Linked DNA regions of Sus scrofa: region 1 is linked to region 2. Evidence: chromatin contacts called from public targeted proximity ligation data. All regions are on one chromosome and are shown on one strand. The core of a region is the stretch at or near the end of the contact, and the rest is flanking DNA. Distances in the headings are between cores, read along the strand shown. Region 1 holds the start of PEX26 (peroxisome assembly protein 26). Region 2 overlaps MICAL3 (F-actin-methionine sulfoxide oxidase MICAL3).

Region 1 (2,994 bases), core at 228-2,727, 200 kb after region 2:
TTTTTTTTTTTTTTTGCAAACTCCCACTTCTTTAAATATCTTGACCTCATTCTAGGGATCACAGCACTGCACGTACTGGCAGGCTTGCTTCTTTTAAGGCTGTGCTGCCATCTCCTGGAAAATCCTGGGCAGAGCAAGAACCTTCTCTAGGATTAAGGAAGGGGCCTTTTTCTGGCAGCAAAAGCTTGGAAGTGGTGCTCCTGGAGGCAGAGGCCTGGTCCTGCCAGTCTCAACTGGCCCAGGCCTGGTCAGGTCTGTATTCTGACGCTACTACTGCTTTTCTGATTTTTCAGGGGAGACTTATAAGCCAATTCTGAGAAACAGTTTTTTGTTTGTTTACAGTCCAGTAATTATGCTATTACTAATGATCTTCATTATTGGCTGTCAAATCTGAGGCAGAACAGATAAAACATTTTGATAAATTCAGCCTTGAACTAATTCACTTTCCAGAGTGGAGTTTGCTCTGTGGGAAGAATATTGCCTGGAGAGAAAGGGGGACTTAGGGTGGACATCAAGTATGTGTTGGTCCCAAGGGCAGTGATTTCACCAATGGAGGCTAGTTCTGAGCATGAAAAGCACATTTTCTCTCTGCTCTACTTCAACCCTGGATTTACTGCTAGAAAACAAAGTTAAACGTAGTCACTGTTGTCACATCCAAGTTCTCTTTAAGCATTTATCACCATCTGACATACCACTGTATTTATTTTTAATTTTGCTCCCCTCTTTCACTATGATGGAAGCTCCACAAAGGAGGACATTTTTGTCTCCTTCGTTCATGTGGGATCCTCAGTGTTTAGAACAAGGCTGGCACTTAGTAGGTGTTAAATATCCACGGAAAAAGTGAAGTCCTGGCTTTATCACCTTATGCCATTATGGGGTCCACACTTCTCATCCCCAGAGTCTGATGGATTTTGTGCTTCTGCCTCAGCTTTCCAGGAGGACTTTTTGCAGAGGGTGGAAGGCCCTGGCTGGTGACCATGGAAGGGGATGCTGAGGCAGGCAGGTGCTGACCCTGTGCCTGGCCTGTCCGATTTAATCACAAGGGCAACGTTTTGGAGAGAGTGCAAATGGTAGGGAACTGGGAGGAACTGAAGCTCAGGGCTTAGCACAAACCTAGGAGGCTCTTCAAAGCCTGAGTGAAGCACAGAATATAATAATAAATGTAACTTCTGTATCTGTGTAAAATTACTTAATAATTACTATTAAAGCCAGGACGTATTGAATACTTACTCTGACTCAGTCCTTTACTGTAAACTGCATTACACACTGTACGGCTTTTTCACGGAATATCTATCTGGCATAAGACACGGAGGCTCAGTGTGGATCCCTGGACACAAGCGGACACAGCCCATCCGGCAGAGCGCGGTGGCCAAGCTCCTGCCCTTGGCTGGCTGTGTTTTTGCCACCTGCCAGTTGTGGGACCGGCAGCAAAACAAAAGAAGGAAGGACTGACGGGTGCTGGGCGGGGCCCGGGAGGAGGCGGTTCACAGACGCCCTCTCCTGCTCGCCGCCGGAGCCGTGTCCCTACAGAATCCAGGAGCTAGAGAAGCCGGAGGCCAGAGCCTCGGCCCGCAACAAGTACCCACCTCACCTCCCACAGCCCGCGGCTTGGGTCGGCTGGCTTCCTCCGACTGTGACGGCTTCTGGGGCGCCGTATGCCGGGGCTTGTAGTCCGAAGCCCCCCATCTGCGCCCCGGAGCGGGGCCGCTCCAGGAGCAAGACTACAACTCCCAGAGTGTCCCGCGCCGCCGGGCGCCGCTCTGCGCGCGCAGCGAAGCTGTCGGCGCCCACGTTCCCGCGCCGCTGGCGGCGGCTCAGCCCCTGGAGAGGGTCGGGGCAGACTCCTTCCCGGGCTCGGGGGTTCCAGTCCTTGTCGTGAGGCTGCGTCTCCAGGGACGCAGTGCTCTGCATATCCGAGGGTGCCAGGCTGTCCCTCGCTGGAGCCGCAGACAAGCCCAGCCGCGCCAATCTTTCCTTTACGGGCTGCGGCCTCGGGCGGTTCGTGGGCCAGGCTGTGAGGACCCTCTCTTCTCCCAGGCCGCACCGGACACCCTGCAGCCCCCAGAGGGCGGTCGCCCGGCGCCCGCCTATGAGGAGTGACCCCGCGACCTCTGCAGCCCCCCTGAGGGGGCTTGGGGGCCCCCTGCGGAGCAGCGAGCCGGTGCGCTCCTCCCCGGCCCCATCGGCAGCCGCACTTCTGCTGGAGGAGGCGGCCGACTTGCTGGTGGTGCACCTGGACTTTGCCGCGGCGCTCCGCACCTGCGAACGCGCGTGGCAGGGCCTGGCGGAGGAGCCCGCGGGCGCGTACGTGCTGGGCTCGGCTCCCTTCGGGTGACGGTGGGAGGGGCACCAGTCCCCAGGACTCTTGCCCTCCGATTGTTGGCGGAAGTCTTACTCCTTGCTTTCCTCAGGGGTGCCTGACCTTGTGCCCATTTTCTGAGGAGAAAGGGGAGGCACTGCCCGTTGAGGAGGAAGCAGTTGAGTCGTGTCACAGGGCTTAGTGGGAACCCACAGCCAATTCTTTCTCCCTGTTCCAGGGCAGAATGACATGAAGGGAAGACAGGATTGTATTGTTCAGTTGCTCCAGTAAGCAGGTGGTGGGAGGCTTGTCGAAGGTACACCCTCCACTGAGTTGTCCCCTTCTCACTTTGGCTGATGAGTGGGGATGGGGTTCAGGGCAGGAGTAGTGTTCCAGTTCTATTGAAGGGTCGGATCAAAGAATTAGAAACCTTGGTCTTGCGCTGCTTTTTCTAATGCTGCCGTCCTCTCTGGTAGTTGAAGGCATAATTTCTCTGTGGATTGTAAGGTTGGCTTAGGCCACACTAGGGAGGGGGTGGGTAGAGTAGTCAAAGCTGACCCCAGGGAGTAATGAATTGGGGAGCCCTGGCTGTGTGTTCAGGGGGTTGGTGAATAAATGCTGAAGGCTTTGATTTGGGTGCTTGGAGGTGCCTCTGTAGGTGGTGCTAGGAGGCCAGTAGTGGAGTTCCTGTGCCT
Region 2 (2,971 bases), core at 412-2,911:
CAGCAAGGCTCGGGCCCTTCTTGCCTGCGGCCAGTCCATCCTCGTCACCCCAGGGCCCAGGGTCGCCTGCTTCCCTGCACCCCAGTCCCAGTGTCACTGGGCCTCCAGCGATGCTGACCCCCTAAGAAAGGTGGGCACACTCAAGGCAGGGAGGGAGCTGGCTTGGAGTAACTCACATCAGGCTGAACTCAGGGAGAATGTTTACTTTCTTTTTTGTCTTTTTTCTAGGGCCACACCCACGACACATGGAGGTTCCCAGGCTAGGTGTTGAATCACAGTTGTAGTCGCTGGCCTATGCCACAGCCACATCAATGCCAGATCCGAGCCACGTCTGTGATCTACACGACAGCTCATGGCAACGCTGGCTCCTTAACCTACTGAGCAAGGCCAGGGATCAAACCTGCAACCTCATGGTTCCTAGTCGGATTCATTTCCGCTGTGCCATGACGGGAACTCCGAGAATGTTTACTTTCAAAGGAAGACCCTTCTAACCAGAAAAGTCTGTGGCTGGTGAGGCGGTGGGAGGGAAACCTGGTCTTTCTAGATCCTGACTCAGTTCTAGAAAATGGAAATAAGAATAAACAGGCTGTTTCAACTGCACTGCAATCAGCACCAGCTCTTCTCCTTCAGCACCAGGCTGAGTGTCTTACAGACTCTCTTCCCCAGGTCCAGCATGAGGCCACCTAATCGCACTCTCTAGGGTTGACCTCTGAGTAGCTGCCAAGGCCAGGAGGATCACCCTCTCTGGAACCCATTTTCACGCCTGCCCGGCTTTATCACCTTGAAAGAACAGAACGGAAAGCAAACATATGTATTCAGGCATCTTGTCTATTTGGGGCCCACATCCTTCTGGTGCTCCAGGGACCCTCAGTGGGGCCGGCCTTTCGCAGTGAGCTGGCTGCGACCCAAGGTACAGGGAAGGCAGCTTTGGAACCTCAGAGATTCTGTGGTCTGAGTGTAGGGCCCTAAGCCCTTCTGGTAACCAGGGCTTCCTTAATATAAAGTGACTACCAAAGACCTATAATCGCAGGCAAGGACATTATGTAACAGCAGTGATACAGTGGGAATAGCATTGGTATTTTACAGAGGTACAGAAGAGGAACTCGATCACTTAATACACATATTAGGGACAATTTCATGCGATTAATATATAACCACAGTGAGCGGGTAAGTACAGAGACAGAGGTAAAGAACACAGAAGAGGCAACACAAGCTCTGACCCAACTGTAAGGATTTTTCCAGTAATCACCAGCGTGGCCCCAGGAGCCTGTTCTAAGTTGGCAGAGCTGGGGCCCTGGACCCCTTTCTGTTGAAAGGCACCTGCCCTTGATGCCAACCTGAGTGGTGGACACTTTCAAGGGCAAGGCTGGATTTGCTTGGCTCGAGTTAAGGTTTAGGCATGGGCGGTGACTCAACTGCTCACCCACTATCCTTCCCGGAGGCCCATTAAAATGCCTCAGGGACATTCAGAAAACATTCGTAACTTCTGCAAAGCCACACGGAAGTGTGGCTGGTGAACCTGGAAGTACGGAGGCAGCCCACAAAGTGGGGGGGGGGGACAGGGCAGCTGGGGAGGAGAGCGCCACCCTGGCACACATGGCTGAAACAGCCTGCCCTCCCTACAGGTCCTTGCAGCTGATCTGCATGCTGGCACCTGTCCGCTGGTTGGCTGGCCTAACGTGTAAGGTGAGGCCGGCTCTGGAGCCTCCAAGAGGCTTCCTGAACCCCTCTGCCTGGCTGTCACACGTGAGAAAGGCCCAGCACTACTTCTCTTCCTTTTGTACCTCAAGGGACCCTGTCCCTGTCAGTCTGAAATGGAGGGCAGCTGTCCCACTGCTTTCCTTCCCCAGCTGCTCCCCAGGATCCTTGAGGAGTTTGTAACAGGCAAACAGCCAGAAACTTGAGGAAAAAAAGAGACTGGGCATCAAGAAGTTTCAGAAAGAAACTGAATTGCAAAGGGAATTCTCTAGGGTCTCCCAATGAGTGTCACCCTCCAGTTGGCTGCTTCAGAATGTTGTTATAAACACCAGCATTGTTATAAATCCCTCTACTGCACCCAATAACCTGACTCTGAAGGAAGCAGTGATAGCATCTCAGCAGAGCTGGAAGCCACACAGGGACCCAGGGGCTGCTTTGGGGGGTGGGGTGTGGAGATGATCCTCTCCAGTACAGCGGACACAGACTGAGTGCCTTTTTGGGGCCCAATGTAGCACCAAGGCTGGCCTGTAACTCTGTGGTCGGCACGTGGATTGGCACCAGAGGCCCTGTGGCCGACGTCACAGCATGTATGGAAAGTGGTAGGCCCAGCCCTCCAGGCCTGAGCAGCCAAGCAGAACTGGGTACCCTGGCTCTGTGTCCAGGTCACAGAAAGAGACGGAGCTGGAAGGACAGGTCACTGCACCCCAGGCAACGGCCTCAAGGCAGAGGAGAAGCACCTCACTGTTCCCAGGCCCCAGGCAGACCCGGGCTCAGGGTGCTCTTTCTGTCCCTCCACCTGCTCTGGTCCCCAGGCCTTCAGACGGCCTGATGGCATGGAAGGACAAGCACAGCCTCTTCCACACTCTTGTCTACCTACAGCTGCTTACACAGCACAATGTCTTCCATCATGCCACCCCCAAACAGGGGCCCCTCCATTAATGGGAACCTGTATTTTAGCTATAAACACCCCGTTTCCCCATTTTAATACACCTATATTCTTTTGACCCCAGGCCAGGAGTGATATAGTCCTGAAGCACACTGGTTTCAAGCCCACTCCCAAGACCTGCCTGAGCAACCCCTTCCCACCCTCCAATCAGGAAAAGGGGGAAGAAAAGAAATACTCAGAAACCTGAAGATTGTTTGGAATTTATTCTCTTAAATAAGAATGGTAACACTTGTTTAAAAAAAAAAAAATTAAAAGCACAACACCTTAGTTTCACAGTAACGGAAAAACAGTTACACAATTAAATAAAAAACAACTCACAAAGAAACA

What was found.
Region 1: a targeted proximity ligation map of skeletal muscle shows a contact between it and region 2, with 15 times the contacts expected there. A contact is called at or near these places in 3 of 5 promoter capture datasets (fetal skeletal muscle and liver), 26 of 47 Hi-C or Micro-C datasets (alveolar macrophages, brain, embryonic fibroblasts and 14 more) and 2 of 2 datasets of targeted methods (alveolar macrophages and skeletal muscle).

Annotation. Positions count from the first base shown.
Region 1 is chr5:70,131,547-70,134,540 of Sscrofa11.1, forward strand. PEX26 (peroxisome assembly protein 26) reads left to right here and starts at 1,478. Exons shown (of 5, transcript XM_003126596.4): 1 at 1,478-2,304. The coding sequence starts at 2,090. MICAL3 (F-actin-methionine sulfoxide oxidase MICAL3) reads right to left here and starts at 1,423. Exons shown (of 40, transcript XM_021092508.1): 1 at 1,231-1,423.
Region 2 is chr5:69,934,685-69,937,655 of Sscrofa11.1, forward strand. The region is part of intron 25 of MICAL3 (F-actin-methionine sulfoxide oxidase MICAL3); the gene reads right to left. Among named protein-coding and RNA genes, the nearest start is that of BID, 80 kb to the left of the region's middle.